Linked DNA regions of Mus musculus: regions 2, 3, 4, 5 and 6 are each linked to region 1. A link is a contact called in public ChIA-PET, HiChIP or PLAC-seq and Micro-C data. All regions are on one chromosome and are shown on one strand. The core of a region is the stretch at or near the end of the contact, and the rest is flanking DNA. Distances in the headings are between cores, read along the strand shown.

Region 1 (3,353 bases), core at 458-2,957:
CCTTTCTGTGGTTTAGTAGCTGTATGACTCTGGCTGAGACCTTGGCAGTATGAAGTTCTCAGTCTTGACCACTATCTTGAAGAAGCCCCTCCCCTTTTGTGTGTGCCCGCCTACTTCCTGCCCTTCAAGACAGGACCAGTTCTTGCTGAGTACAGGGCAATGGAGAAGAATAAGACAAGACAGCACAGTGAACATGGCTTTATAACTATGGGCACCAAACAGTCTTTATTTAGTCATCTCACGTAGCCTTAACTCTTACTCCTGTTTGTTTTGGGGGGCTATTCACTGCAAACCAGAGTCAGAATTTGAGCTGAAAGGACTGGCAGAACAAGTATGTATGGAGGCGTCTAGAAGAGTAGATCTCAGGTACTTTCTTCGGGAACTCTAGTGGGAGGTACCCACTAGAGAAAGCAGAATTGGTCAAGCCAGTTCCCCTGGCCAAGCAGGTTGTCCTTGATAAAGGAGGATTTTCATCCCTGCCATTTGTGGATGGGGCCACTGAGGTCCTCTTGTAGCTTGTGGGTCAGGGTGTCTTCTGATGCTCTGAGCTGTGTCTTCTCCGGTGTGTGACAGGCTTGACTGTTCCCCACAGTATAGCTAGGTCAGCTCTTGCCTTGACCTTCATGGATAACCATCCTTTGGCTTCTCTCCCAGACTCTGGAGGGGAGCAGTGTATGACTTCCATCCATTCCATTCATTTCCAGCCAGGAACATTCAAGCTCCACCAGGGCAGTAGCCCCTTTCTGTCTGCATGACCCCTTTGTCCCCTAAGCATGGGATCTGGTCAACAGTTGATGCTCTGTAGAGCCAAGTATCTCTGTGAATGCAGACAGTGCAATGTGAACACGTTTCACAAGCCTCAGAAGAGATTTATAACCAGGTCGAAGGCTGATCCTTAAGAATATCAGCTTCCTTTACAGAACACACGGTAGCTGCTTCTACCAGTACCAGAACACAGCCCTGGCTTGTTCCTCTAGAATGTAGGACAAGATTATTTCCAGTGGGCACAGGTCTCGGAGAAAAGTGCACACCAGAGGTGTTGAAGGCCACAGGAGAGGAAGCAAGGCTTAGGAAGAGGCCAGGATCGAAGGCCCACTTCGGCCCCGCCTTCGTGCAGGGACAGGTGTGTGCTGGGGGTGTAAGGTGCGCGGGCGACACATCCCAGCAGGTACACCTTCCTTCGCCCACGAATGACCTAATTATAGGAGCCTGCAACGGCCAGAGGTGGGGAAGGTCACTCCAGGCAACCTGCCACTAGGCTTGTCCCCAAAGGTGTGTGACTCCCTTGTGGTTCCCAGGGCTGCTGGACTAAGCGCCTTAGGGTTGCCTTTAGTCATCAGGCTGGCAGAGCCCAGACCACATCTGAGAGGTATCACCCAGAGGCCTTCCAGAAACACCAGGTCACAAGGAATAAAAACCTCGCCTACACGGACTGCTCATGCGCCGAGACCGCGCAGGCGCCCTGCGGAGCCTGGGACGCCAGGATTAACCAGCACTGCGCTTGCTCGGACTCGCTTCTTCCCTTCCCCCGCCGCCCTCCCAGCGGGAGGACCACGCCCCAAGAGCGAAGCCACTTCCTTCGGCAGCCAACTCCGCTGCGCTTGCGCCCCGGCTCCACGGTGCGCAGCTCTGGGTCCCGGCCCCACTCCGTCGCCCTCCCCGCGGCTCCCTGACGCTGGCGTGACGTCACCACGCCGGGCGGCCGCCATTACAGAAAGCCGAGTCCCGAGCTAGGGCGAGCGGAGGAGGAGGCACAGCGGCCGGCGGCCGAGCACTGCGGAGCGAGCCAGCGGGCCGGCGCCAGCGCCCAGCAGCCGCCTGGGGCCGCAGAAAGCACCCCGGGAGAGCGGCGGCGGCGTGTGCGTGTGGCCCGGGTGCGGGCGGCGGCGCGGGAGCAGCGCGGAGCGGCAGCCGGTTCGGGCGGGCGGCATCATGGACGAGAAGTTGTTCACCAAGGAGCTGGACCAGTGGATCGAGCAGCTGAACGAGTGCAAGCAGCTCTCCGAGTCCCAGGTCAAGAGCCTCTGCGAGAAGGTGAGCTGCTCTCGGCCGCGGGTGCGGCCTCTGCCCGGGCCCGCCTATCAGGAGGCCGCGGGGACGGTGCAACATGGCGGCACGGAGGCCAGACCCCCGAACCTAGCAGCCCGGCGCCCGGCGCTGCCTGCGGCGACTCGCGAGGGACCCGGCGCCCCCCGCCTCCCGCGCGCTGATTGGATGGCGCCGCCACCGCGGCCTAAAATGGCGCCGCGCGCCGGACTCCGGGCTTCGGAGCCTCCGGGCCGAACCCGGCCCGACCCTGGGAAGTGGGGCGGCCGGGACCCTCGGTGGCCCGGCGAGGGACTGGCTGGGCTTTGCGCCCGGGAACGGGTTCCGGACTCATGGAGTCAAAGCATTGCGCTTGCACTCGGGCTTGCTTCGTGGAGCGGGCGCTGCCCACAGGGTCCCCCACAGCAGGGCTTGTAGGCCAGACCCCAGCGCCTATGGAAAGGTCACCTCGCTTTCCTGTCGGTCTCCACGCCTCGGCTTCCCCGGAGCCCTGTTTAAAGTGTGTGTTTAACGATTATGAAGGGAGTCGCTAACCCAGTTCCTACGAAGGTCATAGTGGTAGTTTGAAGGGAGGAATATAAAGTTTTCTTAGTTGGACAAATGGAGGATTTGGTGAGTCATACTACAACGAAGAGCTTTGGGATTGGAAATACAGTGTCACATTAATTTATGATGTATATGCTGACTCAAATTGGGTAGTGTGAAACCCTTCTGTGTGTAACGTACTTGGCGTGGAGCCATTTATTTTTGAATGAGCAACATAAACGGGAAGAGAGTCAAATTTTTTATCCTCTCTGGTTGCAAAAGTTTCTTGGATTGTATTTTTGTGGCTACAATCAGCAGTAGAAATCCCCGTGTTGACCGATTTCTCTATTTCAGACATGGAACTGAGTCCACTCCTTGAAGTGATAACTCGGTATCTCAGGTTATCTCATTCCATTGGTTTTCTCCAAGAATTGGGGAAGCAAGTTGTTCATGTTGTATTCTTGAAGTCTTAATTAATGCAATTTTCTATTAGAAAAATGTGTCTCCACTTCATTTTAGCTTTTCTTTTCAGGGTTAATTTAACATTTAATTTTAGTGCAGAATTATGGATTATGTTAGTAATTTGTGTTAGCAGGAAGAACTTTTGGAGCACAGAAGATGCTCATTCTTTTGTGGCTTGGTGTAGAAAGGAGATTCTTGAGGTTGAATATTTTCTGATGACACAATTTTTCAGAAAATGCTGAAAACCATTTTGGTTAAGTCAAATGTAGATTTATCCCTTCCCTCCTTCCTTCCATCCCAAGTATCCCTGGCTGCCCTGG
Region 2 (3,846 bases), core at 1,330-3,829, 300 kb after region 1:
AAGCCAGCACCAATTAAATGTTGTCCTTATAAAAGTTGCCTTGGTTCGAAACACACACACACACACACACACACACACACACACACACACACACACACACACAAAGAGTGGCCTTGGTCATGGTGTCTGTTCAAAGCAGTAAAACCCTAACTAAAATAGTCTCTAAACACTGGTATTTTCTAGACTGGCAGAAAGCAAAGCTTTGGGGTGCTTGGAGGGACTGTACCTCTGCTAATCTGGAAGGTTTGGGCACCATTCCATGTACATGGGCTTTATGGCAGACTGTGAAATGAGGTAGATGAATGGCTTCTTGGTTTGTTTAACAGAATCTGTGTGCTTTTAAGATGTCTTGGGGTCAGAGAAATTGGCTTTGGGAAAACACAAGCTGTTTCTGGGGAGGGAATTGCAGAGACAGCAGTGAAGCTGTTGGGGGCACAATAAATGCCAACTGCTCATTTTACTGAAAATTAGTGAAATGAACATATATGAATTGAAATCTATAAGAAACATTCACACAACATACTCACAGATGGAAACTGTACCAAGGCTCTAGGCAAACTTTCTAAATTCACACTTCTCTTCTTTCTTTTTCTTTCTTTCTTTCTTTCTTTCTTTCTTTCTTTCTTTCTTTCTTTCTTTTTTCCTGTGTGTGTGGGCAGGGAAAGGGGGAGAAAGCATTTCTCTGTGTACCCCTGGCTGTCCTGGCACTCACTTTGTAGACCAGGCTGCCCTTGAACTCAGATATCCACCTGCCTCTGCCTCCCAAGGTTTATATTTTAGTGTTTCATCAAATATTTAACACTTCTCCGTAGTTAAGGGTGCATCAATAAACAAAGTAAGGTCAAGTTGGCCTTGGCAGGCTTGCTTTTGTGTGTGGGGCGCTGTAAGAGAGGATAATATTTAACCGGATGATAGTGTTATAAAAGAAAAGCAAGGAAATTGGCTAGAAAGTCAGAAGGAGACACTGGCATTGAGAATAGGTTCAAATGTTCCAAAGACATACGTCTATCACTTTTTACATTTTGTAAAACAAACCTCTCAGTATACAAAAATATAACCCAGCAAGTGGGAGGTGAAGGTGAAGGAGTTCAAGGTTATCCACTGGGTAGAAAGGGATTTTGAATGCCGGTGCCTGGCAAACACAGAAGTGGATGCTCACAGTCAGCTATTGGATGGAACACAGGGCCCCCAAAGGAAGAGCTAGAGAAAGTACCCAAGGAGCTAAAGGGGTCTGCAACCCTATAGGTAGAACAACAATATGAACTAACCAGTACCCCCGGAGCTTGTGTCTCTAGCTGCATATGTAGCATAAGATGGCCTAGTCGGCTCGGCCATCATTGGGAAGAGAGGCCCCTTGGTCTTGCAAACTTTATATGCCTCAGTACAGGGGAACGCCAGGGCCAAGAAGTGGGAGTGGGTGGGTAGGGGAGTGGGGGGGGATATGGGGGACTTTTGGGATAGCATTTGAAATGTAAATGAAGAAAATACCTAATTAAAAAATAAAATTAAAAAAAAAAGGAATTTTGAGGCCAGCCTGGGCCACTTGAGATCTTGTTTCAAAACCAAAACCAAAAGGGTGCTGGAGAAATTATTCAACAGTTTAGAGCAATTGTGCTTGTAGAGGACCAGGGTGTGGTTCCCAGGAGCCACATGGGGTGGCTCATAATCACAGCAACCTCCAGCTCCAGGGGAGTAGACGCCCTCTTCTGGCACTGGAGGGCATTTGAACTTACACACAATTTTACTCTTTCTTTATTGTTTCTTTAATGCTTATTTTATCATTATTATTTTTTGAGACAGGGTTTCTCTGTGTAGCCCTGGCTGTTCTATAATCGCTTTGTAGACCAGGCTGGACTCGAATTCACTTAGATTTACCTGCTTCTGCGTCCTGAGTGCTGAAACTAAAGATATGCACTATCACACCTGGCTAGTTTTAATTCAGAAATGATTGCTTGCATATATGTTTGTGTACCCCATATGCCTAATGCCTGTGGAGATCAAAAGAGGTCTTATAGTCAGATCCCCTGGAACTGGAGTTAGAGGTGGCTGTGAGCTGTTTAATCTGAGTGCTGGGAACCAAACCCAGTCCTTTGCAAGAGTAGCAAATGCTCTCAACAGCTGAACATTCTCTCCAGCTCCATATATATATATATAATCTTTCTTAAGTGTATTAAACTTGTGTGTAGTTGTTTTACTTATGAGTTTCTGCATCAGTTATACGTCTAGTGTTTGAGGATGCCTAAAGAGGGCACCGTATACCCTGGGACAGATGGGTGTGAGTCCTCACATACAGGGGTGCTTGGAATCGAACCCAGGAGCTCTGGGGGAATCAGCCAGTGCTCTTAAGCGATGACCCCTGAAATACATCTCAAAGATGACAACGATAAACCACAGAGCAAAACAAAAAACCACCAGTTGAAAATAAATCCGTCCCATTCGCCTTTTTTTTTTTTTTTTTTTTTAAGCACCCTTTTCTACACTCCCACGCTAACCTTTCGGGTTCAGAGATGCAACGTCATCACGCCGGGACGTAGCTGCTTCGGGAGTGCGCTTCGGACGCGTATCTGACGTCACCTCGCAGAACCTAGCAACAGCGCAGGCTCGGGGGCCGAGTCCGTTATGGCCGCCTCCGCCCTGGGCAGAATGTGCGGGGCTGCACGAGAGAAGCTGTCTCCCGGGCCGGGCGCCCGGGGCCTCGGGGCTCTGGCGCGATCTCTGGTGCTGGCGTTGCTGCTCGTGCCCGTCCTGTGCTCTGGTAATGAACGCAGGGAGACGGCGAGGGACCGGGTCGGGCCCGACGGGGACGGAGCGCCGCCGACTCACGGTGGTTCCCACCGGCCGAGTTCCCGCGCCCAGGGCTGGGCCCGAGTTGGGAAGCGCTCCCAGTGCGGTCTCCCCAGGCCTGAGAAGTGGGGTTGTGAGATTCAGAGACCCGAGTAGGTGGGCGGGGACGGGAAGTCCCCGTGTCGTGGACGGAGTCTCTGAGAATACACTCCCTGGAGGAAGGGCGCTCGGTGTGGAGGGGGGAGGTCCCCAAAATGGGGAGTACAGAGATCTCGCAGACTGGATAGGAAACAGGCCGAAGAGATAGTCGGAGTTGGGGAGAGTGATGTTAAGAGAGATGCTTGAGGTTAGAGGGACAAGCAAGGCTAGGCAAGTTTTTGTTTTGTTTTCCCCTTCGAAATGGTGAGGTCAGAGATAAAGATAGGGACAGCGACCCAGTGTTGGGACTGAATTGATTGACTGTTCCAGAGTGGAAGAGGGGAGGAGCTGTTTGTGGATTCCATCTCTGAGGTCTGAGAAGTTCTGGGGCTTTTGGTGTAGAGGCAGAGTCCGGGGACGCTGACCGGCTGAGGGCCTTGGAGGAGGAGTAGAGTTTAGAAACAAAGGGAGAGAGCGTGTCTGCGGCAGATGCCCTTCCTTGAGCTGAGGTTTTACCGAACGCCCTCTCGCCTCATTTGAGAAAAACTTTCTTTTCTTGCAGATGCTATAGCATAAATCAGGATATTAAAGCCGTTCTTGAAAGTGAAATCTGTAAACCGAGGCAGAGATTTAGCAGGAGAAACTGAGCATTGTTGAGTAGTCATATTTTTCTTTCTGTCCAGCGTGCAATCATTTTCTCCCCAAGTCTTTATTGATTTTTTTTTTCAGATGAAAACTTAATGTGAACTGGGGCTGACTTCCTTCTTTGCCCAGGGAGACTCTCCAGCCAATCACCCGTCCCTTTATTACAGTGCTGGGTTGCATACATAGTTTCCTTCCTCAGCAGCACTGAAAGCAGGCAGCTGACTGCCCTAACTGGAGGGTTTTGGAGTCTGTGGGAGGAAAGACTAGGTTTTCCAAGGC
Region 3 (3,734 bases), core at 379-2,878, 290 kb before region 1:
AGGTTCAGTACTGATTCCAACACGAACCTTGTATGACACTTGTTTTCTAAGCTAAGATTAGAGCCATCGTCCACAAGGCTCACAGACTAGCAGACCAGAAAAGCTTATTTGGAGTCAGGACTATCCTCAAAATGGCAGACTGGCCTTTGAGCTTACACACTGACACGTGTGTGGTACTGTGGGAACTCTGGTCTGAAGTAAAACTAGAACATACGCTAGGCTGAACACAGTTCAGTCGTAGAACAGAAACATGACTAAGGCTCTGGGTTCGATCCCCAGCAAAATACAAATAAAAATACAAAAGTAATAAGTGACTATGTTACAGACAAGCTGAAGTTACTGAAACAGAGGCAATGTCTACCTGAGAAGCACCTGACTGAGCCCTGAGGTGAGACTCTTGATACAGCTGAGATCATATCTGACCAGTCTTCATATTAACCCCTGGCCTGGGACTGGCTAGGCCTGAACAAGATGGTGCAGTCCATCCCATGTGCAGGGTATAGTAGAGGCACAGGAAAGGTCACCCTGGAAATGACTGCATTCAGAAAGGTGGCGGCAAGATGCTTCGACTGTTAGAAAATTGCTTCATGGCTGCCTAGTCAAACTGAACTGGACTAGATGTTTATGCTGTGAGGACCCTAGAGGATCGTGAATAGGATGCATTTGGGAGGCTGGCAGCTCACGATTGTAATCCTGTGACCCTAACAGTCTTTACAGGTGAAGCTGGTCTAGAGACTCGTCTCTGACTACTCTCAGGCTATTGAAACAAATGAAACAAGGGTCCCAAGAAGGAAAAGGTTGCAAGCCCTGGTGCTGGCTGAAGGAAGAACTTGCCTCCTGGAGAGAGATTTAATTCTGACAACTGTTAGCCCACCTGAGAGGACAGACAATGATGGGTCAGGGATGGGTGGACCACACTTTGACCACAATGGCTTAGTTAAGCATGCTTCCTTCTTGCTTTCTATTCAAACCTAAACCTCATGTCAGGGCTGAAGATGGATTTTGGGCTGGGGGTGGAGGTCACTAAAGCTCTCTATCTGCTTCTCTTCCCAATGTGGCCACACCAACTAAATCTCCTTTGTCTGTTTTCACTAATGTCTATGTATTTAATGTACTGTGGATGAGTGGCAGAGCCTGTGGTGTTAGCCCTGTCAGAGCTCAGGCTTTGACCAGAATTACTCTACTCACAATCCCAGTATTGCCACAAGTTTAAGACTAGCCTGATGGGCTGGAGAAATGGCTCAGAGGTTAAGAGCACTGACTGCCCTTCCAGAGGTCCTCAGTTCAATTCCCAGCAACCACATGATGGCTCACAACCATCTGTAATGGGATCTGATGCCCTCTTCTGGGGTGTCTTTAGACAGCTACAGTGTACTCACGTACTTTAAATAAATAAATGAATCTTAAAAAAAAAAAAAAAAGACTAGCCTGAGTGAGACCTTATGGGGAGAGAGGGAGGGTTCCAGCTGCTGGAACTGAAGAGAAGGCTCAGTGCTTAAGTGAACTTGCTGCTCTTGGTTCTGGCACTAAAGAGTCCAACATCCACTTCAGTTCTCAGGTTTCTGTGAACATCAAGTGAGAGTTTCCTGCCAAAAGACTACATTTCCCATCGTCCCTTGCAGCCAGACCAAGGAGTTCCTGGAAGGGTGGGACTACAATGTAGCTGGTAGTTGTTTCCGCCTCACAAGGAACTGGAGTACTGTCTTCTGTAGGCATTTTGGCCACCCAGACGTGGGTGATGAAATGCTTCTTCACTGTGAATAAACACGGTCTCACTTAAGGTCCGACCAAACCTCGCTCTTACCCCCTTCAACCTCTCTACAGGAAGTAACCTGACACCAAGCACGTACAGGTGCACGTACATGAGGGCAAAACACTCATACACATGAAATAAAAATAAATAGTACCTAAAAAAACCCCTTCAGCTGTTGCTTAGGCCAACACATACCTACAGCAGCCTTGTCCGCCCACGGATCCTGGCAGGTGCCCAGCTGGGGACACTGTGGAGTCTCTAGTTAGGACGAAGAGTCTCACCTGGGGAGTTGAATTTAACTCAGAGGAGGCATTCTGGCCGCACGCCCCACTCCCCACCCCCTTTCTCTTCCTCCTGCCCGGGATTGGAGAGCCTGGCTACAGGCTTGTGTGGTCCAACTTCTCTCCTTAGAAAGTTGTAAGAAAGCCGCACGGTGGTGGTGCTTACTTTTAAGTCCAGCACTCAGGAGGTAGCGGCAGATATCTCTCTGTGGGTCTGAGGCCAGCCTGACACACAGTGAGTTCCAGGACCGCCAGGGCCACACAGAGAAACCCTGTCTCCAAAAACAAGTAAACAAGAGACACCCACTTCTGCCACATGGGCTCTGACTCCCTCTCTTCAGAGCCGTCTGACTGTCCATGGCATTTAGTAAGTCTTATGGCCTCCAAGTACAATTTCTGTCTCAGTGTCCTGTATCATATGTGAGAGAATTGAGGGGTGGGGATTAGGAATCGTCTACCCTGCTCCTCCTTAGCTCCCACAAACTAGCCAAAGTTGGATTCCACCAAAGTTCAGCCTAGGGAGCCAATGACTTCACTAAAGTTACTCACAGAGTAAGGATGAGGGGGTTGCAAAGGAGTATGGGTGATCTCTGAGAAGCGGCACTAGAAGGTGGGCACAAAAATGAATGGCTTCTGTGGTTGTATACATGGAGCCCCCTTCTTTCAGGTCTTCCAAGCCCCTCCTGAAACCCCCAAGGCCACACACAGTTAGGAAAGAACACAATTATGATCAGCTAGAAGGAGTATCTGGATAGTCAGGTGAAGGTCCCAAGACCCTCCATCCCTCCTCCCATGGGGAAACCTCAACAGCCAACAAGCTCAGCTATGCCTTTGGTTGTTTAATGATATTTTGCAGAGAAACCCATCAGCATGTCTGAAGGCAGCAGCCCTTTGTCTTGGAAAACAATCCTTTATAACAACAGCCAAGACCTTTCTGGAGACAGGAAGATGATTCTTCAGCAAGGAGTGGCCAGAAGCTGTGGCTGGAGGCAAGAGCTACGTCTTTGCAGCCCAATATCCCAAACAACTGATACCAGAACCAACTAGCCCCTTGGATTCTGCAAATAGCAGTGGGTAATGGGTGTTATGGGTGGTTTTTTGTTTTGCTTTGTTTTGTTTTGTTTTTTGTTTTTTTTTTTAAAGATTTATTTATTTATTATATGTAAGTATACTGTAGCTGTCTTCAGACACTCCAGAAGAGGGAGTCAGATCTTGTTACAGATGGTTGTGAGCCACCATGTGGTTGCTGGGATTTGAACTCCAGACCTTTGGAAGAGCAGTCGGGTGCTCTTACCCACTGAGCCATCTCACCAGCCCCTTGTTTTGTTTTTCAACAAGCTACTTTTCTCCCTTGTTTTCCTCTGCACATCTCTGGCTGACCTTCTGAGTCTCAAGTTGATCATAGCAGTCAATCCCTAATCCAGATTCCTTTCCCTGACCTGCTCTCAGGTTACAAGGTTTCAGGTGCCCTGGTGACCACAGCTGAGGAAGGCCCGAGCCACTCAGAAGGCTGGCAGCTGGGTCTCTTTGGCGCAAGCAGCTGACTGTCACATACACCTCGTCTCTCATCCCCACCAGCTGTTTCTAACTAGCCCCTGTCAGGAAACTGCACAAGGCTGGTACCTGCCCTAACCCCAGACCACAGTTGTCCTGGCAGGCTTATGAAGAACTCAAAAACAAACAGGGCTGGCTACCAGCTC
Region 4 (3,788 bases), core at 1,258-3,757, 480 kb before region 1:
AATTCCTCTAAATAGCATTAATTCATGAAAGTTCACCTTCATGTTGATCTGTAGGAAATTTGAGCAAAAGGGTGGGCTAATACCCAGGAATCATTAAGCGATGTAATAGTGACAGAAAAGTCATATCGGCAGCAAGAAGCAACTGGGGCTGTGCCTCTCTGGCCATCTCAGCCGTGCAGAATGGTGAGCCATCTCCAGGAAACTCATTTGCTTGCCTTTTCTTTTTGATTTATTTATTTATTATATGTAAGTACACTGTAGCTGTCCTCAGATACTTCAGAAGAGGGCATCAGATTTTGTTACGGATGGTTGTGAGCCACCATGTGGTTGCTGGGATCTGAACTCGGGACCTTCGGAAGAGCAGTCGGAGCTCTTAACCACTGAGCCATCTCGCCAGCCCTTGCTTGCCTTTTCTAAATGGCTTCTGTCATATTTAAACCTTCTTAACCATATATCTATGGAATTTCTATTTAGTACTTTTGGATTAAGGTGGGCCTCAGGTAACTAATGCCACACAGAAAACAAAACCCACCGTTGATTGAGTCCACCCTGCAAACAGGGAGATGCCAGCCACAGCTAGCGGTAACTTCAGGGCTTTCCAGAAGGTGGCGATATAACAAAGGTAGTAGATTAGGACAGAAGCTGCCAGACCTCCTCCTCCTCCACCACCACCTCGAAAGTTCTGGGGAAGATGGAAGGCTGGGACCATCAAAGCTTGGGCAGTGGAGGAGCCACCTTTCTCCCCTGTCATAATATATAGGTATCCTCCTAACCCCTGTCATAATGTATGGGTATGTGCAGACCTAACATCAGAAGACAGGTGAGTCTCAGAAGTCACCCTCTCTGTCTCTCTAAACTAGGTCTCCCTCAGATTCAAATCAGCTGGCAAATATTAAGCATTTGCTGTTTAAATACTTGATTTCCCCACCATTTAGTAATCGCTTACTGAGACACATCCAGGCCTCCCTACAACCTAAAAAAGAGAGATGATTTCAATCTTTACTAGGCTACCCAGTGCTCCTTCCTCCAACAGCCTTCCCTGGTTCTGTCTTTCTTGGCAATTCAGAGAATGTATCCCAATCTGACATATCCTGGTCCTCTTGCTGCTGTCCAAGTGATGGCTTTTAGTGGCTGGAAATCATACTCAACTATCTCACAGGTCTCATAGTTGTCAATCAGGGATAGGTAAGTTCTGTGTCCTTCACAAAACACAGATCTAAATGTGGGCCTGATTTTTGGCATCTGGCACTCAGGATCCTCCTTCATATTCACCCTTACCAGCTTCAGTCCCTCTACGTCACAGAGCTGAGGTCCCCGTTTCCTGTTGCTCCAGGGTTCTCATTAGCTAGCTGGACTCTTCATCCAGCACATGTCACCTTCCTTCCTACCTTTCTGGTTTTTCAGATTTGCTTTTAACATTTAAGAACTTTTGATTGATTTATTTCCTGTGTGTGAGTGTGTTGCCTGAAAGCACATCTGTGCAGCACATGCACTCCTGAGGCCCTTGCAGATTAGACATTTCAGATCCCCTGGAACTGGAGTGGGTTTTTTTGTTTGTTTGTTTGTGTTTTTTTGTTTGTTTGGGGGGGGTTGGTTTTTGTTTTTTGGTTTTTATTCAAGACAGGGTTTCTCTGTATAGCCCTGGCTGTCCTGGAACTCACTCTGTAGACCAGGCTGGCTTTGAACTCATAAATCCACCTGCCTTTGCCTCCCAAGTGCTGGGATTAAAGGCATGCGCCACCACTGCCCGGCCTCTTTTTTTTCTTTTTTCTTTGCGGTTTTTTTTTTTTTTTTTTTTGGAGACTGTTTCTGTGTAATCCTGGCTGTCCTGAAACTCGATCTGTAGAACAGGCTAGCCTTGAATTCAGAGTTCCTCCTGCCTCTGCCTCCCAAATGCTGAGAGTAAAGGTATGCACCACTACTGCCCAGCGGAAGTCACTATGTAGACCAGGCTGACCTTACTGCCCAGCGGAAGTCACTATGTAGACCAGGCTGACCTGATCCACCTGCCCCTGCCTCCCCACTGCTGGGATCAAAGGTGTGCGGTTTATAGTTTGTGCAACAGGATCTAGGAGGGGGAAAAGAAAATATGAAAAAACTTTCAGGTGCGCCAGGCTTTACCTAACCAGCAGCAGCAGGTCACAAGGCAGGTCACAAGGAGCTCAGGGGACACAATCCCGTTGTGTATTTTCCTTCCACCCGCTCTTCAATCTCTCCGGGCCCCGCCTCTTTCCCTTTGGGCTCCGCCTCTTTCCCTTTGGGCCCCACCTCTCGGCCCCAGGCCCCGCCCCTTTCCCTCTGGAAACCCGGTTCTAAATTCGGCCTCCCTGGGATTCCCGCGGTGAAAATCCAAATCCCGTGCTTAGATTGACCTTTAACTCCGCCCCCATATCCAAAATCCCGCCCCTAGAGATCTACTTAGAGATTGGTCGGTGTAGAATATTTAGTTTCCCAATTGGTCACAGGGTAGAGCCACTTGAAAACCCGGAAGTGATGTCGGAGGCGGCGGCCGCGTGGTTCCTCTATGCCGGGACGGAGTTGTAGTTGCTAAGATGACCAAAGTAAAGGCCGCTCCCGAAGAGTCCGAGGCGCAGGCGGAGGGCTGCAGCGAGGAGCGCACGTACAAAGAGCTGCTGGTCAATCTGAACCCCATCGCGCAGCCCCTGGCTTCCCGCCGCCTGACGCGCAAGCTCTACAAGTGCATCAAGAAGGGTGAGGCGGGCGCGTGGCGATCGCGGTCCGGGACCGGTGACTTGGGCGGCCCGGGGTCGAGCCTCGTGAGCGAGGTGTCGGCTCACGCTTCTCTCTCTTTGTAGCTGTGAAGCAGAAGCAGATTCGTCGCGGGGTGAAGGAGGTTCAGAAATTTGTCAACAAGGGCGAGAAAGGGTAAGAACCCGGCTTCCTCTGGTTTTTAAGTTTTGTGTGGTTTTTATTTTTATATTCCAGTGCCGGGGATTGAACCTAGGGCCTTGTGCACGGTACACAAGTACTACGGCACTAAGTTTGGCTTATTAACTGGTTAAGAAGAAATTCCACCTACTCAATAAAGGTGAAGTTGACCAACCAGTCTAGCAGTCAACTCCCTTCACTACCAGTAAATGGAACTCCCAGTAAATGACAGGGAAGAGAATAGGAATCCAGCCCGTGTAAACTAGAGTCCTGATCATTCACTCTGTAGAACGGCACAACTTTTTCAGGCTCTAGGCAACGTGCTATATGTAGAGAGACATTTTCCCAAGTAGGGCAGGGGAGAATGCGGGCTAGCTTCCGAAGTATAGCTAGTTCAAGGCCGTCGTGGTCTATGGACAGGTCTCAAAACAAACAAAACTCCCAAAAGGAGAAAATGATAAGCCAGTGATAGGCCTTTAATCCCATCAGAGGCAGATCTCTTAAGTTTTCAGCCATGACTATGTATAGAGACCCTGTCTCAAAACAACAAAGGAAGAGAATGAATGAATGAAGGTTTATTTGGGGTGAGGGGGTGGAATCCTGAGAAGAGTAGGCTCTTGGACAGGGCAGTGTAGTGGCACTTACACAATGTAAGTGGTTACTCCTTTTAAGTGTATGACTGTTTTGCCTGCGTGTATATGTTGGTGCATCACTGGTGCCCTTGGCAACCAGAAGGCAAGGTGTAAGGTCTCCTTGGACTGGAGTTAGAAATGGCCATGCACCCCCAGAAATGGCTATGCATCCCCGTATGCCGGCTCTCCAGCCCTCCTGGGCTTTCTTTTTTTTTTTTTTTTGAGACAGGATTTCTCTGTGTAGCCCTGTCTGTCCTGGAACTCATT
Region 5 (3,846 bases), core at 1,295-3,794, 390 kb before region 1:
AAGTTTTTTAGATACAGGTTAGATACAGGTTAACATGTACACGTAGAGTCTAATTAGGCAGATTATCCCAGGGATCTGCTGCCTCTGAAAATTTCGAGTGATAAAATGACAGGTGGCTGCCATGCCTGCCTTGTTTTTCATGTGGGTTCTGAACTCTGGTCCTCATGCTTCCACAATAAACATTTTATTCCTAACCTCAGTACTTTTTTGGAAAAAGAGTCTGCCATAGCTCAGGCTGGCCTCAAACTTTTTACGTAGCTGAAGCTGATCTTGAACTCCAGATTGTTCCGCCTCCTCCTCTAATTGCTGAAATTACTGGCCTGGGGTACCACGCTCAGCTCTCGAGAGCCAGGGTTAAGTAGCTAACACAATGAAATGAATTGACTTATAAGAGTTTGGATCTTAAATAGGCAAGTCAGTTATGCATAATAAACATGGAATATTATGTATATTAAACAAAGCCACATGACTCTAATAATTAAAATTAAATTCTGATCATATTTATTTCTTAGTTGTATAGCTAGAAGTTAATGGCAGGTGTTTTCTGTCACTTGCCACCTTATTCTTTGAGACAAGCTCTCAATGAACCTGGAGCTTGTTGACTCAGTTACCTGGCTGGCCAGCAGGTCCCTGGGCTTCCCCAGTGCTGGGGTTACAGATCCATAGTGTCATATTCTGGGAACTAACTCAGGTCCTCATGCTTGTGCAGCGAAGCACTTTACCCACAGATCATCTCTCCAGCCCATTCCCATCTTTAGTTTTTTGAGACCAGATCTTTAGGTACAGGCTGGTTGCCAGCTCCCTGTGTAGCTAAAGATAACTCTGAATTTCTTTTCTGATCCTCCTGCCTCCATATTCCAAGAGTTGACAATGTAGGTATGAACCACCATGCAAGGTTAATGCCAGGGTGAAGAGTGGACCCAGGCTTCATGCATGCTAAGCAAGCATTCTACCAACTGGGCTGTTACATTCTTTAAAGAGAGGGTTTCCTGTTAGCCAGGCAGGCCTGGAACTCCTGACCCACCTTGCAAGTGCTAGGATTATCGGTGCCATCAAGCTTGACTTTGGTTTTTCTTTTTTTTAGATTTATTTATTTATTATATGTGAGTACACTGTAGCTGTCTTCAGACACACCAGAAGAGGGCGTCAGATCTCGTTACGGATGGTTGTGAGCCACCATGTGGTTGCTGGGATTTGAACTCTGGACCTTTGGAAGAGCAGTCGGGTACTCTTACCCACTGAGCCATCTCACCAGCCCCTTGACTTTGGTTTTTAAAAATTAAATTGAAAAATATAATATATAGTGAACAGATAAGTGACATTAGTGAAATACAACTAATAATAGATTAATCAAGTCTCTCTCCTTTTTTCTTTCCTCCTCCTCTTCTTCCTCCTCTTCTTCCTCCTCTTCTTCCTCCTTTTCTTCTTCCTCTTCCTCTTCTTAGAGTTTTTGAATTTTGTTTCTGAGGCAGGGACTGATTTCAAACTCATGAGCTCAAGTGATCCTCTTGTTTTAGCCAAAGTTGTTTGAACTATAGGAATAAGCCATTTAGGTATAGCCCAGGAAACTATAAAGTTAAACATTAGGAACAACTGGTAAGAGCCTTCTGTGCTGGCTATCTTATGTCCACTTGGCACAAGCTAGAGTCACCTGAGAAGAGAAAACTTTAACTGAGAAAATGCTCCCACCAGATTGGCATTTCCCTCAATTAGTGAGTAATGTGAGAAGAGCCCGTTGTGGGCAGTGCCCGGGGGTAGAATTTTTCCTGTCCAATTACATTAGAATATTAGTGCAGCAGGAAGCTTGTGATTGGACAGGGAAAAGGGAGGCAGAACAAAGAGTTGCAGGGACAGAGAGCAGATGAACAGGAAGATCCTGATCCCACGGGGGTGGGATTGGTTTTAAGTAGCCACAGGTAGTTATAAACATCATATAGGGATAGAATAATTGGGATAACTTGTCTGATCTAGGTGGGCAGCTTGTATCATTATCATTTGGCCCTGAAATTATTGTGTAGGCATCTTGTGAATTGAGAATTTATTGATATAAATAATAAATAAATCTTTTAAAAAAGGTCAGATATATGTAAGTACACTGTAGCTGTCTTCAGACACTTTTTCTTCTCTCTCCAGTCTTGCTTGCTCTGGCCCAGATTTCTTTCTTTATTATGTAAAGTACGCTGGCTGTAGCTGTCTTCAGACACCCCAGAAGAGGGCATCAGATTTCATCACAGATGATTGTGAGTCATCATGTGGTTGCTGGGACTTGAACTGGGGAGCTTTGGAAGCGCAGTCAGTGCTCTTAACTGCTGAGCCATCTCTCCAGCCCTCTAAATCTGACTTGTTAATTATAAGCTTCTAGAGTTTTGTTTCTACTGGGTTGCTGGGTGTTGAGGTGCTGACTGCTGGGTGGATGGTCGTTGCGGTGCGTTGCGTGTGGCTGGCATGGCAGCCAAGAGAAGGGAACACAGGAGCTCTGGTCCTGCTGGAGAGTGGGCGGATGAAGTGCAGGAGCTTGGTGGTTCTTTTTAAATATTTCCCGCAACAGCGCCCCCTATGGTCTGGTGGTCTTGGCTGTGTAAGAAGCCTGACTGAGTAAGCCATAGAGAAACCTGTACACAGCACCCTCCATGGCTTTTCCATCAGCTGCTGCCCTGCGTTCCTGCCCTAACTTCTTTGATGATGAACTCTATGCTAAAAGAAGCCCTTTCTTCCAAGTTGACTTTGGTCATGGTGTTTTCTCACAGCAATAGACACTCTGAGACACCTTGTATACTATATCTGTATCTTTAAATCTCAAATTAGAAAAAAAGAGAGTATGTCTTAGAAAACTTAAAGTTAATATTTTCAGGAATGTCCCTAACTATCAAAGTTTCTGTACATTTACCTAGGAAAAAACAAACAAGGATTTAGGTAACAAACTCATTTCTGTACAGAATATAATCAGGCTTCACGTTTTTCGGAAGAAGCCACAGAACAGGGAGTTGGTCTTACCTCATCTGAGAGGTTGTCAACTCTGTACAAACTGGGATGTGTTGTGAGCATGAGGTGAACCAATGGCTGGCTTTTCACTTGACACATGGCAAAAATTCGTTCATCTAGACGTATACTTGTCCCAGTCTGGAAAGATTTCTGCAATAAAACAACACCCCGCCTCCCAACATTAGAAAAAGAGTTTTGTAAATGTCAATTGCTAAAAGATTATCATTAGACAGAATTAGCAAATTTATCATAAATTATTTTATCTTTGAAGAAGTCATTACCCTGTAGCCTCATCTGGAAGTCTCAACTAGTCAATACCTGACCATTGCTAAGTCACCCGATCTCCTGGTGTCTGTTTCCTCACTGCTAGGCTAGGCCTAACTGCAGTGACTGTGATGGAGCTGAGAAGCCTGGGAAGGATGGTACCCTGGCGACAAGATAAAGGTACACATGGCATAGCAAGAAGACCCCAGCAAGTGTGCCACGTCTGCTGGATGGTAATTGTTTCTTCCACAACGAGAGACATTAAAACTCAATACAGCAGATCCCACGGCCTCTGAAGCAGGGTGGTACCACACATGAGGACAGTGGCAGAGCAGAGCTGAGGCTGGGACAGTTTTAGTGCTGTAGTAGCTGCACTCAGGCTGGCGGAGCTGTGAGGTGAGGGCTAGTGTCTCAGTTGGTGGAGAGGAATACAAGAGGCAGAGAACAATGAATATTCACAGACTGAATGTGACTAGAACGCCTTCTCCAGGCAGGTTCAGGTAAACTGAGGCATCTGCAGGAAGCAAGAGTGTTTAATAACAGCAGAGCCTCAGTCTGTCACATGTCACTCACTGATGGCTCTATGCCAGGTGCTCCTCT
Region 6 (3,813 bases), core at 1,088-3,587, 280 kb before region 1:
TCCTGGTTTCTCGATCTGCTAAATGCATGTTATACCTAAAGGATAGAAGACACATCTGATCAGAGCCTGAGTTTCATCACATGACACCACAGAGAGGGCGACACAGCCACATCTCCACACAGCTGCCTTCCTGAAGACTGAACCCTACGCTTACCAGGGTTCAGGGGAGCTGGCCAGCTCTGACCTGTCTTGAGCCCAGCAGAGTCAGGAAGACTGTGGTCTGCACCTGTCCTTGTGCAAGCTAAGCCACTGTGGATGGAACTGGGCTATCCCAGTGATGCCCCTGAGGGTAGAGGCTTGAAAGCCACAGTCCAAACTCTGTTTTCTCGCCTATCAGCACAACCACGGCCTTCACTGGTTCCCACGTGGATCTGTTATGTCCGTGAGAAGGAACCTGACTGAAGGGTTCTGGTCCCAGGCCCTTCCAGGCCGCATAGACACATCTTCCCAGCAGGGGGCGCCGTGCCTACCTCTGCAAAGGTCTTGCTCAATAAGTTTCATCTGTAGATGGAATATCTGCTCCTGAAGTTTACAGATGGTGTGTTTCGTTCTCTCCCGTCTTGTCACCATGTAGCACAGGTTCCTTACCTGAAGGGACACAGGAGAGATTTCTCACCTCACCTACTGCTGGCCATCTCAAGGGGCCTCGCCGCTGGGAAAAAAAGCAGTGTTTTGAACACCAGCCACTGCTGCTGCCTCCCCTCTGCCTTAAGACAATTGAGAATTCACCCCGAAACCCTGAGCATGCAGGGAGTATCTGGTCTCGAGCTGGCAACCCTCTCTTCCTGCCTAACACCCGCCTTTCCCAGCAAAGCAACTCTGCAGCAGATACAACCATCATGGCAAAACGCAGGCATGTCCCAAGGCACAGGTATCACTGTACTTTCAAATGAACACAATCTGGCAAAATAGCTTTTCCAAGTCTACCTGCTATCCCGGGACCTGAGCCAGGGCCTTGCCCCCTGGGCCAATGCTCCCATATCCACAGCAACATGATGCCTGACTTTATAAAGGACAGCAGCCCCTGACTCCCTTGGGCCAGCTGGTTAGAGTCCCTACAGTAGGCTTTGAAGTCATCTGGCTTAGCCCAGAGGACGGGCACACATTCTTCAGGTTGGCTGGCAGGATATGAAGTGGACCTGTCACTGCCTGTTCAGGGTTCCTCTATCCCCTAAGGACTGCTCTCTCACATACTTCCAGGCTTCAGCCCTGGAGACGCTCCCTCCATCTGGTATCACCTTTGGGCTCATGTGGAGTTTTCCAGAAACAGGGACAGTTACTGACCATAGCTGCTCAGCCTGGATCCTATTCCCACTCAGGCCTCCCTTTACACAGTTGCCAGGTGGTCTTCAGGTCTTACTTAGCTGCCTGAGTTACCTTTAATTAAGAGCTTCTCCTTCCAGCCAGGTGTGGTGGCGCACGCCTTTAATCCCAGCACTTGGCAGGCAGAGGCAGGCAGATTTCTGAGTTGAACCTCTGCCTCTCCTTCCTATGACTCCGGCCTTCCTAGCTCGAGGTAGTATGAGCAGATCTTTATCAGGTGTGACCTTCCTTTCCCTTCTGAGACTACTTGAGAAGGAGATCCTAGGAGGTCCAGTGCGGCGGACAGCATCACAGGAGGGATTCAATATGGACTCTGCCATGACATCCCGTGTGACATGTACTCTGCTGTGACATTCCATGCGTGTGTGTGTGTGTGTGTACTCCTCACCTGCACTGGCAACACCAGGCCGTCAGGGTTCACTCATTGCTGACTCCAGCTTTATCAATTCCCATGTCCAGCCTCTTCCTCCAGGGACAGCCCTGGGTTTGAACCACTGGTAGCAGCCTGTGCACCTCTTACCATGACCCACTTTCCAATCAACCTCTTCTTCACACCCCTCTCCTCCTGCACTTTAGCCTGGCTCTGTGCCTTCCTCCATTCTGGAATAAATTTGTATAGGGGCCAGCATCTCTTTCTTCCTATTGCCTGCCACCCAGCAAGGCAGGAAGAACTCCCTGGAGCAGATGGCCTAAACCGGGACACCCTAGCCCAGCAGGAGGTGGTGACAGTGTACTGGAAAAAGAAAGGAGAGGCAAAACCAGCAGGGGTGGGGGGGGGTGTAAGCAGGCCCTGGGGGTGCACCCTCCGGGCAAAGGGGAGTTGTAGAAGACTTATGGCTGAAAACTGGACTCATCCCCACTACCTGTTCTCTTGGTCCACACCCACAACTGACCTATCAGTACATTTGCACCAGTCTCTCCTTGTGGCAGATACCAGCTCTCTTCACAGCCTGGTTCCACCCTTCCCCATCCCCCATCCTTTCACAGGGACAGTAAAACAATCCCTCAGCAATGCTCTTGAAATGCAAATCAGACCACTTCCTGGCAAACTTACACCTTCCAGGGCCTCGATGGCCTCTACATGGGTGGAAATCCGCAAGATTTCCTGCTGGGAACCTCAGAATGGGACATAAGGTCTCAGAAGATAAAAGTAGCTAAGATGAAGTCATCTCGGGTTGGGGTGGGCCCATGCTTGATTATGACTGAATGAAGACAAAGACCTGGAGAATGGAGTGCTGACTGACTGGGTGGACAGAGTGACTGTGTCACCAGCCAAGTGCTGTTAAGGATTTTGGCCAGGGACCCCAAGGCAAACAGCGAGATCAGAAAAGGAAAGGGTCTGTTTCCCATGGTTCCTCTCCATCCTTGGAGGGACGCAGGGGTGAGGCTACCACATACTCATCTCCGATGACCGAGAGCTCCGGCCACCCTCTTGGGTCTCACACAAGGTCCATTCAGTCACTGAAATAAACTCTTCCAGCAAGAACCACAATCATGTCCTGCAGGGCCTAATAGTCAGCGGTTGCTAGGGGACATGAGCTGGCATCTGCAGGCTGATGTCCACTACTGCAATCTTTCTGTCAGCCGTGAATAACTCTGGACGCTGTGGTGGCCGTGCCCATCCACGCTGCCTGCCAAGGTCCAGGCCTGCGGCTGAAATTTGTAGGAGAGTGTATCTTTTGGGTTGGCCGTAAAATTGATTTTCTGCTGGTGGCAATTCTGCTCCTGACCCATCAGAGAAGATGCCCGTGCTGGAGCACCAGGCCTTGCAGCTCTGTGGAGCCCACTCTCAGAATATAAGGCTTCACCTCTCTTCTATGAGCTGAACTGCTTATGGGGCCAATAGTAATAAAAATACCAATCTGAAGTAAGGAAGGGGCGGGGCGGGCTCAGATCCTTATCATCCTAGTACTTGGGAGGAATGGGTGAGGCCAGCCTGGGCTACCAGGTGAGAAGGTAGCTTCAAACAACACAACTAACAGTGGAAGCCACTATCCTTGTGTGACTCCAAGAGATGGAGGCCACTGTCCTTGTATGACCCCCTAACGCTGACCCCAAGGTCAGTTGGATCCTTACTTCCAGTTCAAGGAAAAGGAAACAGAAAGTCACCCATTAGGGGAAAGGGCCCAGAATCAGTACAGGGCCAGACCACCCAAGGCCTCTAACTCCAGCCCTGCCCTGTCCCTTCAATGCAGGAGCAGGACCAAGCTGGCCTGGTGCCCAGGCAAAGGTGGACTACTCTCAGCTATTGGCCCTGGGCCATGGTTAGAGACTGGGCCTGCTGGCCAGGCCACTGCCACTATGGGGCCTTGCAGAGAACCCCTGCCCCACCCCCATAAGAGCACTTGGTCCTTTGCATTGTTAGTCAAAGTTACCAACATGTAGCCCCCAGAGGGACTGAGGCTGGACCCCTGGAGCTGGGTCTTATTGCTATCTTTGATAGCTTTCTTCTTCAGTCTTCTAGAAACCTCCTCCTTCCCCCAACACACA

What was found. A called contact is a pair of places that touch in the nucleus more often than the background predicts. ChIA-PET counts read pairs in DNA pulled down with a chosen protein or histone mark. HiChIP or PLAC-seq counts read pairs in DNA pulled down with a chosen protein or histone mark.
Region 2: a contact with region 1 is called in an RNA polymerase II ChIA-PET map of memory CD8 T cells, with 71 read pairs. The contact joins the promoter of 9530068E07Rik here to the promoter of Ppp2ca in region 1. A contact is called at or near these places in 2 of 484 Hi-C or Micro-C datasets (both in embryonic stem cells), 4 of 115 datasets of contacts at active chromatin or transcription factors (bone marrow-derived macrophages, epiblast stem cells, extraembryonic endoderm stem cells and 1 more) and 2 of 9 other capture datasets (adipose tissue and pancreatic islet).
Region 3: a contact with region 1 is called in a Micro-C map of embryonic stem cells, with 2.1 times the contacts expected there. The contact joins the enhancer-like site here to the promoter of Ppp2ca in region 1. A contact is called at or near these places in 1 of 39 promoter capture datasets (embryonic stem cells), 2 of 15 datasets of contacts at CTCF or cohesin (the NIH/3T3 cell line and embryonic stem cells), 10 of 484 Hi-C or Micro-C datasets (B cells, CD4 T cells, Th1 cells and 5 more), 21 of 115 datasets of contacts at active chromatin or transcription factors (the NIH/3T3 cell line, acute myeloid leukemia, astrocytes and 11 more) and 2 of 9 other capture datasets (adipose tissue and liver).
Region 4: a contact with region 1 is called in an HNF4G HiChIP or PLAC-seq map of pancreatic cancer cells. The contact joins the promoter of Nhp2 here to the promoter of Ppp2ca in region 1. A contact is called at or near these places in 4 of 484 Hi-C or Micro-C datasets (the Ba/F3 cell line, embryonic stem cells and muscle stem cells), 5 of 115 datasets of contacts at active chromatin or transcription factors (bone marrow-derived macrophages, cardiomyocytes, effector CD8 T cells and 2 more) and 1 of 9 other capture datasets (adipose tissue).
Region 5: a Micro-C map of embryonic stem cells shows a contact between it and region 1, with 2.2 times the contacts expected there. The contact joins the enhancer-like site here to the promoter of Ppp2ca in region 1. A contact is called at or near these places in 1 of 39 promoter capture datasets (neural stem cells), 1 of 484 Hi-C or Micro-C datasets (embryonic stem cells), 2 of 115 datasets of contacts at active chromatin or transcription factors (astrocytes and cardiomyocytes) and 2 of 9 other capture datasets (adipose tissue and liver).
Region 6: an H3K27ac HiChIP or PLAC-seq map of epiblast stem cells shows a contact between it and region 1. The contact joins the enhancer-like site here to the promoter of Ppp2ca in region 1. A contact is called at or near these places in 2 of 39 promoter capture datasets (both in embryonic stem cells), 3 of 15 datasets of contacts at CTCF or cohesin (the NIH/3T3 cell line, embryonic stem cells and stem cell-derived epiblast-like cells), 10 of 484 Hi-C or Micro-C datasets (B cells, Th1 cells, bone marrow-derived DN3 thymocytes and 7 more), 16 of 115 datasets of contacts at active chromatin or transcription factors (astrocytes, cardiomyocytes, embryonic forebrain and 8 more) and 3 of 9 other capture datasets (adipose tissue, liver and pancreatic islet).

The regions. Positions count from the first base shown.
Region 1 is chr11:52,097,117-52,100,469 of GRCm38.p6, forward strand. Ppp2ca (protein phosphatase 2 (formerly 2A), catalytic subunit, alpha isoform) reads left to right here and starts at 1,708. Exons shown (of 7, transcript NM_019411.4): 1 at 1,708-2,034. The coding sequence starts at 1,933.
Region 2 is chr11:52,393,849-52,397,694 of GRCm38.p6, forward strand. It overlaps 9530068E07Rik (RIKEN cDNA 9530068E07 gene), which reads left to right and starts at 2,580. Exons shown (of 3, transcript NM_153117.2): 1 at 2,580-2,755. The coding sequence starts at 2,620.
Region 3 is chr11:51,803,738-51,807,471 of GRCm38.p6, forward strand. No RefSeq gene overlaps it. Among named protein-coding and RNA genes, the nearest start is that of Sar1b, 42 kb to the left of the region's middle. Within about 2 kb of position 1,629, at least 254 of the 459 cell types and tissues checked have an H3K27ac peak or open chromatin away from gene starts, as enhancers often do. A contact at or near this core is called in acute myeloid leukemia, adipose tissue, centroblasts and 7 more, where this site is marked.
Region 4 is chr11:51,617,266-51,621,053 of GRCm38.p6, forward strand. It overlaps Nhp2 (NHP2 ribonucleoprotein), which reads left to right and starts at 2,508. Exons shown (of 4, transcript NM_026631.4): 1 at 2,508-2,712; 2 at 2,817-2,886. The coding sequence starts at 2,553.
Region 5 is chr11:51,701,282-51,705,127 of GRCm38.p6, forward strand. Sec24a (Sec24 related gene family, member A (S. cerevisiae)) reads right to left here. Exons shown (of 23, transcript NM_175255.3): 19 at 2,995-3,132. Among named protein-coding and RNA genes, the nearest start is that of 0610009B22Rik, 15 kb to the left of the region's middle. Within about 2 kb of position 2,545, at least 31 of the 459 cell types and tissues checked have an H3K27ac peak or open chromatin away from gene starts, as enhancers often do. A contact at or near this core is called in embryonic stem cells, where this site is marked.
Region 6 is chr11:51,820,609-51,824,421 of GRCm38.p6, forward strand. Jade2 (jade family PHD finger 2) reads right to left here. Exons shown (of 13, transcript NM_001357588.2): 11 at 471-588. Among named protein-coding and RNA genes, the nearest start is that of Gm30110, 33 kb to the right of the region's middle. Within about 2 kb of position 2,338, at least 45 of the 459 cell types and tissues checked have an H3K27ac peak or open chromatin away from gene starts, as enhancers often do. A contact at or near this core is called in Th1 cells, astrocytes, embryonic stem cells and 5 more, where this site is marked.